Linked DNA regions of Gossypium hirsutum: all the other regions are linked to region 3. The links are chromatin contacts, called in public Hi-C maps. All regions are on one chromosome and are shown on one strand. Each heading gives the region's core, a stretch centred on a gene start, on an enhancer-like site or on the middle of the called end of the contact. The rest is flanking DNA. Distances are from core to core; before and after follow the strand shown.

Region 1 (4,273 bases), core at 570-3,069, 200 kb before region 3:
CAATTAAACTAAGAATATGAGCTTTCTTATTACCTAAACCATGGACAAAAGAAAAAACGAGTATGTATATACAATAAAGGGCGTAAAATAATGTCAATGAAATGTTGCATAATTGACAAAAGTTGAGATCCTAAATTCTAAGTTTCCAGAATAGTAAGTTATAAGTTCTGTTACTTAATAAATATTTAGTATTAAAGAAAAATAATTTTAATTAGTTTTATATTAGTAACATACCAATACTAATTAAATTAAAAAGTTACAAGGGAGTCTACCAAAAAAAATTGAATGGAGGTCACAGTGGCCGGAAAACCTGATAATTCAAACAACAGTGTCGGAAGAGCAACAAAGAAAGTTTGTAGGAGATCAGAGGTTTCTACGGAGTCAGTTGATCCCATGGTCGATGAGAATGGACAGCAGATTCTAGATCTCAGTTTGGCAAAGGCTTCATACAATGCCAAGTTGTTAGGTATGGCTCAGAATCCGGACCAAACAAATATGATAGAAGAGGTTTTTGAATTGCAGGAGGGGGATGTGATAACGGATGTGGTAGATGGATACCATCGATCACTTTTTCTGATTGAGTTCATAAGTTTATAGAATGGAAGATATCGAAAACTGTAATTGTTAAACTCTTGGGTCGCAGAATTGGCTTTCATGCTATGCTTAATAAGATTAATATTTTGTGGAAACCGATGAATCATATCTAGTTGATGGACTTGGAGAATGATTTTTACTAGGTTCGTTTTCACAATGAGAAGGACTATAATCGAGTATTGGCAGGACGGTTGTGGGTTGTCTATGGTTAGTATTTAACAATGCACCCTTGGTCATCAGACTTCTCTACCACCGATACTGGAATCGATGTTCAGGCAGTTTGGATAAGATTGCATGGTCTTCCAGAAGGCTACTATTTTAACTTCTTACCGCGTGCTATCGGGCAAGCTATTGGTCCAGTCATAAAACTTGACACTCACACAGACTTTTCCAAGAGGGGTAAGTTTGTGCGCTTAGTTGTTTGTGTTGATCTTAAGAAATTGTTGGCTCCCAAAGTGAAGATAAATGGTCGAACACAGCGTGTGGAATATGAATATTTGCCTAACGTTTGTTTCAACTTTGGTCTCTATGGTCATTGTGCTAAAGGTTGTGTGCGTATGAATTCTCCTTCGTCCAATGGTGGTAACAATAGTGCTTCTGTGGTTGATGAGAAATTAGAACTTCAAAAAAGGGTTGAGGAAGAGGACTTTGGTCTACGGAAGTTGGTAGAGCGTCGGCAAAGGGGGAGAGGCTGAAGTAGCAAAGAGACAAGGAGCGTAGGTCAATGAGTGATTCTAGATCAATCACGCTCTGCTATTTTGGAGAAAAATCTGGTTATTGGTGATGAATATTTGAATATTGTTGACAAACCGACAGAGGAATTAAATGTCCATGAGAGTGGAAATCTAGTGGATCTCACAAAACGAATTGCTGACCTAAGGAAGAATAAACTGAATGCTAATGGTAATGGTGTTATTCATGGAAATGTGTCCAAAGTGGGCCTGAAAGTTTTGAAACTCATTAGTGATAATGTGGAGGCTTCAAATAGAATGCATTTGCGACCTGCAGAGGCTATTGAATCGTTTAACCCCAAATCTGTTGGGGCAGACCAAATTGTGGGATTTCAACTAGTATCCTTAATAGCCAAGCTTGATAATTAAAGGCATCAAACATTTCAGGAAGTACGCAGTGAAAAAGAAAACAAGGGTTTGTGCAAGGAAATTTTGGGCATGGATTCGAATACTGAAAAGGGGGTTTTCGATTTGGAGTAGCTTCCAACAGTGAGTTCCAAGGGCCGCCAATTCTATTACCAGCCGAAGGGGATTCATAACACCGTAAACCGCCTGATGAGTTGAGTAAATCACCAATAGATACGGTGGATTTAGTGGCAGCTATGGAGGGTATAATTTTTGGGTTGGAGCAGGGTCATGCAACTACAGAGATTTTAGCTAAAAACCCAGAAGATGATGAACCGATGGGTCAACTAGATTTAACTGATGCCAAGGTTAGCTACTAACAGTATTGTTGCTGTTGGGTTTCTCTATTTTCCTTTTATATATGGATAGAAAAATCATTTTTTGGAATTGTCAAGGTGCGGGTCATCCGCACTTTCATAATTTTTTTTCTAAGTATCGAAGGGAGTTTCAACCAGAGATTGTGTGTCATGTTGAAACCTAAACGAGTGGTGTGCGTGCTGACTGAATTATTTCTCAAATCGGAATGGCTCGGTCATGTAGGATTGAAGCTAATGGTTTTAGTGGTGGTTTTTGGATCCTTTGGAATGAGACGGTTTCAATTGATATTTTAGCTATTCACCCTCAAATGGTTCATATGAAGGTTTGTAGCAAGAATGACACTTCTGGTTTCCTTTGCATTGCAGTTTATGCTAGTGCATAACAAAGTCAGAGGAAATATTTCTGGTATATTTTGGATGTTATGGCAAACTCGATTTTTGAATCGTGGCTAATTGCTGGTGATTTTAACTCGGTGTTAAATGGGCCGAAAATGGTTGGAAATGGTTCTCAATCACGACTTAGTTGTAAGTGGTTTTAGTCGTTCTTGTTTGACTATAAGATTCAGGATTTAGGTTATAGTTGTCCGTAATTCACTTGGAGTAGAGGGAATCTATCTCAACGTCTTGATCGGGCAATTTGTAACACTGAATGGGACTTCTTTGCAACCAACTGTGTTGTTCGTAATCTTCATAGACTAAAATGAAATCATCATCCTATTTTGGTCTCTCTAAGGCCGAATGTTTAACGGGACTATCGTCCGATTGGATGTCTAGCTAGCTGGATACTTCATGCGGAGTTTAAAGAGCTTGTGAGGAAAACATGGAGATTTAATGATGGTATTGTGAGGAATTTAGAATGTTTCCAGAATGTGGTGCAAGATTGGAACAAACGGGTTTACGAAAATAGCTCTATTCGCAAGAGAACCATATCTTGAAACTGAACAGGGTGCAAAAAATTCTTGATTTACGATTATCGGCGCACTTTTGATAACTTGAATTACAATTAAGACAAGAGGTTGAATAAATTTTGTACCATGAGGAACTACTATGGTTCCAAAAATCTAAATTCAATTGGCTTTCACATGGAAGCAGAAATACAAGTTATTTCCATGGTCGTTCTCTGGCAAGATGAAGGAGAAATAATATTAAAGGTTTAAAGGTTGAAAATGATGAATGGTGTTTTGATAATGTTGCCTTGAAACATCATGTTGTGCACTAATTCAGAGACTTGTTTGCAACTGAATATTCGGTCAATGGTTCTCTTCCTAGCCAAGGTAAGTTCCCTTCAATATCCATGGCTGATATGGAATGTTTAAAGCTAACTATAAATGATGATGAAATTCACAAAGCTGTTTTTAGCATGGCACCCTTGAAGGATCTGGGAATTGATGGTTTCCATGCTAAATTCTATCAGGCAAAATGGGACATTGTTGGTGCCTCGAATGGGAGGTGAGCCTGTTGATCCTACAACTAATAAAATGTTGATTGCTTTATTGCCAGAAGTTCAAGGGCTGGAGAGGATTTCTCAGTTTAAGCCGATTAGCCTATGTACGGTGGTTTATAAGATTATAATGAAAATAATTTTTAATAGACTGAGGCCTTTGATGATGAAGCTCACTAATCAGAACCAAGCTAGCTTTGTTGCAAGAAGGTATATTACAGATAATATTGTGGTTACTTAGGAAGCCATTCAATCTATAAGGTGTTTCAAATGTCATAAATATGGGATGGCTTTGAAGATCGATTTAGAGAAGGCTTATGACAGGATCAAGTGGGATTTTTTGGAAGACACACTTTTGGAAGTGGGCCTACCTAGATTTTTGGTATCTGTGATTATGAACTGTGTTTCCTCTGCATCTTTCTAGATTCTATGGAATGGTAGTATCACGGAAAGTTTTTGTCCGATGCGCGGTTTGAGACAAGTTGACCCATTATCCTATTGTTTGTTCTTTGCATGGAAAGACTGGGGCACTTAATTTATGAGGCTATAGGATGTGGAAGTTGGTTTTTGATCTTTCTTTCAAGAGGAGGTCTTGCACTTTCTCATCTATTTTTCGTTGACGATCTCATTCTCTTCTTTGAAGCCAACTTGACTCAAGCAAGTCAAATGAATGATATGCTCCGTAGATTCTGTCATTTTTTAGGCTAGAAAATGAATAGAGGAAAGTCGTAGGTTTTTTTCTCTTCGAATACTCCAAGTGAAGTCACTATTGGGATTTGTATATA
Region 2 (3,978 bases), core at 566-3,065, 170 kb before region 3:
TTAAGCACCCAAAACTGAAATCAATAGTGCAATTAACGAAAGAGACACTGGAGAATTCCGGTTTACCTCGACCTGACGCTGCAACGACTGCACATAGTTGATAATTTCATCAAGCATAAGTGCTTTGCCAGTCACCTGCAACAAATTTTATTCACAATTTAGTAAAATTCCCAGATTAAAAATGTCTGAAAATGGTCTACCATCTTCAAACTCACCTTATTGCAACCTGGAACAAGATCCTGAAGGAACTTCATCCTTTCACTTATTTTCTCTCTTCGAACCTGGATAAATACAAGATTACAAAAAGATAAACAGATTAATACAAATCCTAAATACCCCCTGCAATGAATGACTAAAGATCCTTGGTTTTGAAGTTTCTTACTCTTTCAGCAAGACTATGGCTATCAGTTGCTTGACCCCTTCTGGCCCTGACATGGATGTAGTCCTTTGGCGGCTCTGGTGGCTTGGGATTCTCTTTATTTTCTGCTTTAGCACTGTCATTTTGTTGCTTGCTTCGTTTGGCAGTGGATTCATCGTTCTCCTCAGCAATCTAAAATGGATAACAATGTTAGTTTCTCTATAGATTTATCTTCAGAATTTGATAATTCAAAGACAACAATACCTTAGCATCAGCAGCTGCTGGAGATGGGGTTTCTTTTGCTTTCCCTCTGGGCATTGATTTCCTTTTCCTGGCATTGGCATCGTTTTGGGCTTTGATGCTTGAACCCACACCTGGGATCTGTTCAGATATTGAAGATTCATCTTTGGAATCACCATTCTCTGGCGATGAACACCTTGAGAGCCTACTGTTTCTCTTATCAGAACATGAATTTCCATCCTGGAGTGTGTTCTTGTTGCTGTCTGGAACATGTACTTGAGATCCAGTGACCATAACGGATTGATTCGTGGAAACTCTGGTCAGCTGAACAAATTCAGCTTCAGTCACTCCAAGCTGAGCATTTAGGCCATTAAAGCAGGAAAATCTAGCAGCCCTCTCAGCAAATCCAGGGTCAACTGAAACTGGTACCAAGCTTGGATGTTTGAGTATCTGGTTTCCTCCCATCATAGAAAGATTGAGCTTGGGTGGTGAATCCAATGGAGAAGTGTAACAGGAAGTGTTGGAACTGCAATTGTTGTTATTATTTTGTGGTTTAATCAATGACTGGGGTGAAATATCACCAGTATTACAAATATTTCCTAATTTTCCAATCAAATCTGTCATCATTGTATTATCACCAGAAGCAGGAAAATTAGTACTTCCAGCATTGGATGCAGCTGGAGAACACACCATAGAACTCAATGCTGACTCAAAGGGATCGCTCTGATCCATTAAATTATGCCATTTGGGATTCAAAAAACAACTTCCAACACAATTCAGTTCATCTGTTTCCATTTCCATCCCAAAACTGCAAGAATTCCAACCTGCTTGTACTGCCTCACCCATAAAAACCTGATCTTTTTCCATGGGAGAGAACAAAAAAAAAAAAGGAAGACAGAAACTTTGTAGGAAAATTTGAAGACCCAGATGGAGAATAAGGGTAAAAACCAAAGAATGAAGACACAAGAAACAACCCAGAATTATATTCCAAGGAAAAACAAGAAGCAAAGGTTTACAGTTGGAATTGAGTGGAAAAGGGGGGTTGTTCTTATACAACAATGATGGTGGCAATGTGAAAAAGCAAAGAGAGGAGAGAGAGAGAGAGAGAGAGAGAGTGAGTGTGTGTGTGTGTGTGTGTGTGTGTAGGAGTTGAGAAAAAGCAAACGGAAAAAGAAAAACAAAGAAAGTGTGATGAAATGTGGGAAAGTGAAGAGCAAGCAAAGTAGATAAAGAAAGAAAATGTCTATTTTACCTTAAAAAGAAAATGAAATGAACTTTTTCAACCAATTCATTTTTTAATTTTTTCCTAATTTAAAATAATTAGTAAATATTAAGTGAAAAAAACCGAACACCAAGACTCAGCCTAATACTGGCTGCGTAATAGACGGTAGAAGGAAATGCGGAGCCTTCAACGTTTCGAATTGATTAAATGTATTAGAACTTTTCAAAGACAGCTACTCCAAATTCTTCTTTTAACTACCATTTAATTTTATAATTTCAATCTATATTAATATAAAAATATTATTTTAATATAAGCGGTCACTTCAAGTTTAAAATTATCTTTAGTCTAGATAATAAAATAATTTCAATATAAATACATTAATTTGATTTTTAAAATAATACATTAATTATATTTTAATAATTTTTAAGAGTTAATATTTAATGCATTCACCGTATAATAATAGTTATATATGCATATCAATAAATAATATTAAAATATAACAATAAAGTAAAAAAAATACTAAGAAAGTATATTAATTTCATTCGAATTTATATTTAAGTAATTGTAAAAGATTGTTTAAAGACTTCAACTAAAAATTTTAATATAGATTGTCTCCTATAATGAGTTAATCAACTTTTTTTTTTTAAGATGTCAAGGTATACATTATAAATTTCAAATAGTAATAATAATAATTAAAAAATGGAATAATATTTGCTACACTATTAGTAGAGTTTTTAGACTCCACAAACAGGGTTAAGGGGTTAACAAATGTCCTATAGGGTATAGTAAAATGAATTAGTATTTAGTAGATTGACAGTATACTTTTTTTTCTTTCACAATTAGCTATAAAAATTTTCATGTGTATTTTTTAAATATTTATTTTTAATATTTTTGTAACAGCCTGTTTTCAGTGAAATCAGAACAGTGGTTTTGGGACCACAAATCTGAAGTACAAATATTTATTTTATTATTATTTTAATTCTTACAGCATGTTAGTAGAGTCATATGAAAAATTCGTTAAGAAATTTTATCGTTTGCATGCTTAATTAGATAAAAAGGACTAAATCGCGTAAAGTGTAAAAGTTGGGTTCTAATAACTAAGGTGTCTAATAGCTATAGAATTTTAAAATGAAAGTCCTTAAATGGTGAATAGCCCATAAATATGTTAGTGGGTGATAGTGGCTTGGTAATTTTGTAATTTGAAATAATTTTAAAGGTTAAAATGGTAAATGAGAAAATAAAGATAAAATAACTTAAGTAAAATGTATCCCTCTCCTTCATTTTATCATCTTCAACCGATTTTAACAAGGGAAGCCATAGCTAGGTTCTGCCAAGATTGCAAGCTCAATTGGTGAGTGATTTTTGATCCATTTTTAATGATTTCTATGTTTTCGGAGTTGTCGTAGCTTAATCTAGCTAGCCTGAAGACTAGTTTGTGAAACTGTTAAACTATTAGGGTATTACCATTGATGAATATATGTGAGTTTTGAATTTTGATGGTAGTAAATGAATGGTTGTTGTTAGATAAAAAACTTTTGTAAAGGAATTTTTAGTAAAATTGTCAAATAAGGATTTAATTGAAAAATGTGAAATACTTATGGTGAAATGTGTGAATTAATGAAATATATGGGCTGTTATAAGCATAAATGATATTCAGCTAGCATGGGTGTGACTAAAGTGCATGAATTTGCATTTTTATGAGCTAGGGACTAAATTGTAAAGAAATCAAAAGTTTAGGGGGAAAATAGTAATTTTCCATAATATGAATTTTGAGTTGAATTGAATAGAATGATGCTTAAAGTAGTTAAATTTGATTATATAGATCAAGAAAAGCCACGTTCGGAATTAGATCGAGGTGAAGATTAAGTAATGGATTGATCGGTCGATTATCTCCATACTAATTCGAGGTAATTTCGTATGTTAGTAAGCTTTAAATTATATATGTGTTTAAATGCTTAATTGATATAATTGTGATAATACGATACTTCAAATATTCTTAACGAGATATCAGCAATTACATGGATCCCGGTTGAACCTTAGGAATAGATAGGATACAAATGACATGTCATTAGGGGTTATTGTATTTTGGGTGCTGGTCTTGTACGTCCTATCGGTTGCTAAGTATCCGACACGTGTTGCGATTACTTGACAGCTTGTG
Region 3 (4,365 bases), core at 944-3,443:
AATCTTTTCCATTCTTTTTCTTTTTTGTAGGCATTTGTCTTATTGATCTAAAACCTAGGTTTAAAATGGACTAAAAAGGGGGGCATTTTCGGTATTTTTTGGCCACCGGGAACAGCGGAGCCCGTCACCGGCGATCAGTAGCCACCGTGGGCTCGCCAGACCCTTAGGCGGGAATAGGGGTTTGCTTCAGAGAAAAAGGAAGAAGGTTTTTCAGATTTTTTTTTTGAATTTCAAAGGCTAAAATGATTTGTTTTAAAAAATAACATCAATAACAGTAGCGAAATGACGTCGTTTCACTCAGGCACCAAGCGCCCTAGGACGGAGTCGTTTTGGGGTCAACCTGAAAACTGACCCGTCCAAGGCCATCAAGAATCTGCGTGTTTTCACAGCCAATAGGGTATTTGCATGTTCAGTCCTTCTACTTTTGGACTCTTTTTCAATCTGGTCCTTATTTTAGCTTTTTTTCTTTTTTTAAATTTATCCATTTGATTTTCTTTTTCATTTTGGTCCTCTGACCATTTGATCTCCTGGGAACGCTGCGTTTAAGGGACAAGGGGGATTATTTCCTAATTGGTTCCTTTCTTTCCTTCGCGCATTTGATTTTAATCCCTTAACCTATTTTATTGTTTAATTTGTTTATTTTATTATGATTTTTTACTTTAAATTTTGTTTAGATCTCGATTTAGTCTCTTACTTTCAATCTTTTATATTTTATTTTCCTTTGTATTTATTTATTCATATATTTACTCATTTATCTATTTATTTCGTTTTTTTTGTGTTGTTCCTTTATTCTTACTACTACTACTACTACTATTATTATTATTATTATTTTATCTATTATTATTATTATCTATTTATGTATTTTATTACAAATTGCACCCTTAATTTCATTTATATTTCAATTTAGTCATTTATCTTCAATATTTTATAAACTATTCTCCTCTATATTTATTTATTTATGTATTTATTTATTTCCTTGTCCCTTTTATATTTAAAATTGGTATTGTCTTTTTTTCTTATATGTGCATATTTTGTCACCCCGTTCTTGTTCTTGTTATTATTATTATTATTATTATTATTGTTATTATTATTATTATTATTGTTTATGTTAATACTATGATGATTAATAATTATTGCTATTATTATTATCAAATTGCTATTTATTTATTTATTTATTCTATCATCATCATAGTGTATTATCATTATTCACTAGCATAGTATTTTCGTTTTATTGATGTATCCACTCGTTATGTCATCTTTTTTACCCGTTATCTTATATTGTGCTAGTGCCCGTGCCAAGTGTTACATTTAAACATATTTGTCCGTTTTTATACTATACCCAAATAAATTAAATATATACCATTTTAAGTATTACGTTAATTTTTGCTTGATGCATAAAAAGAATTAAGACATGTTTCGTATTTGGAGATTTGAAAGGTCGTGCCCTAACTTACGGGGTTCGACTTTCTCTTTGAACTAAGATAACCAAACATTCCTCTTAAAATTTAAACACATGAGATTTAAATAATATTTTAAATAAAGAGTAAGTTTGTTTTCGAGGATTCGAGACGTCGTGTCCTAACTTACGGGATGCGAACTTTTGTTACCTCGAGATAAGAGAGCTTTTTACATACGTTTTGATCTATTTAAGGGGTTTTACTAAAAAAATACATTAATACAAAAATACATTAATATAAGGAGGGATCGTATTTTAAATTTTTTTCGAGTGTTTAACTTTTGACATTAAGACATTAATTAATCAATTACTACCAATTTTGGGCGTTACAAGGGTGCTAATCCTTCCTCGTACGTAACCGACTCCTGAACCTATTTCTTGAATTTTGTAGACCAAAATCGTTGTTTTAATAAATCAAGCCATTTATTAAAATGATCAAATTACGAGGTTAGCCGATCACACTTCATAAAAAAGATTGGTGGCGACTCTCATTTTTCATTTTTTATAAAAGTCGATTTCAAAAAAAAGTTTCGACAATGATTAAAAAATAATTATTTATACAAAATAAGTCAAGAGTCTCTTTATATCTTTTTTAGGAATGTTTTTAATAAAATCAATAAAATTAAACAATTTGATATTAAACATTCAACCTTTCCATTATAACAAAACATTTATTTCGTTTTTATGTAAACTTTTAAGTAATATAATCAGCAATAGTCAATACTAATAATATAGTTATAATATTTATTCCAGATAATATATTGAATTTTAATTCTAGTGGGGAAAAAGAATCCCGACACCGGATAATCTATCGGACGTTTGGACCGATATGGGATTACTAAGCGTGCTAGGGGATACAGAGTATTTAAACTAAAAACTACGTCGTTTTTCTTCCGATGCGTATTATTTACAGCCAAAGTTGAAGCTGAAAAACTCAACAAATACAGTGGAACTGGAAATTGGAAAAATCAGGTTTAAATTCGAATATGTCTTCGCCTCCCAAAGTTCTAATGGTAATCAATCAAACAAAGCTTTTGAAACTTTTCAATTTCAATTTCTTTTTGCTAAATGCATAAAATTAATCATAAAATAAATTTCGTCATGCTTAATGTTTAAGTTGATTTTTCTCACTGTTTTTACAGGTGGCGGAGAAGCCTAGCATCGCACTCTCCATTGCTTCCGTACTCTCTCGTGGCCAGGTATGCTTAAACTCTCTCTTATTTTGTGAAATCCCCTTGTAGTTATTCTGATTCTGTAAATTTGAACTTTGAAATATTTAATCTTGATTAGGTTTCTTCTTTAGGATGTTATTGACCATTGACTTCATCGCGAGAGCAGACATTCGAAAAGAAAACGAAGTTTAGAGAAATAAGAAAATGTTCTATATTTATGAAGATTTAATTAGTTCCATTAATTTTTATTTTAGGCTACGTAAGTTAAAGCAAATTACTGGATTTTATATTAGAAAGCCCTTTAAGAGAATGTTGGCATTGCCTTCTTTTGAATTATAGAAATTCAATCAATGTTTTCAAGGGCACGAGGCACACTTGAGGTGCTAGAACCTGTGCAAGACGCAAAAAAAGTGCTCGCCTGCGTAAACCAAGGCGCAAGCACATAAATATAAATTATATGTAAAATGTACACAAATTTTAATATAATTCAATTTATAAATTCCACACATTGTTCAATAGTTTAAGTTCAATAATTTACTTAATGCATTGTAAAATAAAACACCATAAGAACGAAATTAAATATCATCATCAGAAACTAGCTCTAAATTTCCTTCATCTTCATCTTCTCTTGAAAAGTTTTAACTTTTAAGAGTTAACTAGGTTTTTATATAATAAAATTAGGTCAATAATTAATTAAAAAAAGTTATTTGTTATATTTTATTATATTTTTCTTTTATAAGTCAAAAAAAAAAAATCATGGGAATGGAGAATGGAATGGCTCTTTAGTGAAGTGCACTCTTTTTGCGTCTGGCTTTGCAACAAAGGCGCCTGAAAAGCGCACCAAGTGCTCGCCTGATCGAAGTCGCCTCGCCTTGAGGCGGAAATGGCCATTTGCGCTGTATCTTAGCGCCTAGGTGCTCGCCTTGACATCACTGAATTCAATCAATGCTTGATTTGTTTGATTCTCCTTCTAATATTTGTTCTTGAGCTACATTACTAATGGCTTCTTTTTTGAATGAACAATAATCTGTTTGGAAAATTCCATACCCCTTGGTCAGTGTTGGATTTGGTTTAAAATAACATTTAGTAGAAGTAATGCATAGTGCTCTTATGTGTCGGACGCAATGCTGAATCGATCTTCTTTTCCTTTTTATTTCTTATATTAGTTTCATTTTAGCATATTAGTAGTAATCATGAAGCATTTCATGTTTTGGTTAGGATACCATTGTCTTTTTTGTAAATGCTGTGCCAAATTTTCAGTTTTTGCCATTGAATATTGCTAGTTACTTACAAGTTCTATTACATTTTTCAGATGTCAACAAGGAAAGGTAGTACGGAAGTTCACGAGTTCAATGGGAAGTTTCTTGGCTTTCATGCCCATTATAAAGTTACTTCAGTTATTGGACATGTATTCAGGTCTTTATTCTCCCTGAAAAACTGAAAAAAAAAAGAAGAAAAAGATTGTTTTCTTTTGGTTTTCTTGTCTTATGCTGACTGCTACTTGAGGTTTTATTATATTTAGGTGCCCAGAATGCTGATGCTTTTCTCCTTTTGAAGTTATTTTATGTCTATTCTAGTTAAAAATAGTATGACAAGGCTTGAGTGAATATTTTGATACAGGAAAAGACATTACGTAAAGTTTGACTCTCTTGATTCAGAAAGAACATATGCTGCTATATGGTGCAGTGAAATTTAGTCTAAGCAATATTGCAATTTACAGTTTGACTCCGTAACAAA

What was found. Hi-C and Micro-C count contacts between places; a contact is called where the count stands out from the background.
Region 1: a Hi-C map of anther shows a contact between it and region 3, with 6 times the contacts expected there. The contact joins the enhancer-like site here to the promoter of LOC107914775 in region 3. A contact is called at or near these places in 8 of 34 Hi-C or Micro-C datasets (anther, fibers, hypocotyl and 2 more).
Region 2: a Hi-C map of leaf shows a contact between it and region 3, with 2.0 times the contacts expected there. The contact joins the promoter of LOC107914772 here to the promoter of LOC107914775 in region 3. A contact is called at or near these places in 7 of 34 Hi-C or Micro-C datasets (callus, cotyledon and leaf).

Annotation. Positions count from the first base shown.
Region 1 is chrD10:25,682,732-25,687,004 of Gossypium_hirsutum_v2.1, reverse strand. No RefSeq gene overlaps it. Among protein-coding and RNA genes, the nearest start is that of LOC107914772, 29 kb to the right of the region's middle. Within about 2 kb of position 1,819, at least 6 of the 9 cell types and tissues checked have an H3K27ac peak or open chromatin away from gene starts, as enhancers often do. A contact at or near this core is called in fibers, where this site is marked.
Region 2 is chrD10:25,653,933-25,657,910 of Gossypium_hirsutum_v2.1, reverse strand. LOC107914772 (transcription factor bHLH62) reads right to left here and starts at 1,815. Exons shown (of 7, transcript XM_016843794.2): 1 at 623-1,815; 2 at 383-550; 3 at 216-281; 4 at 67-135. The coding sequence starts at 1,465.
Region 3 is chrD10:25,482,144-25,486,508 of Gossypium_hirsutum_v2.1, reverse strand. LOC107914775 (DNA topoisomerase 3-beta) reads left to right here and starts at 2,193. Exons shown (of 15, transcript XM_016843797.2): 1 at 2,193-2,469; 2 at 2,599-2,655; 3 at 3,941-4,044. The coding sequence starts at 2,443.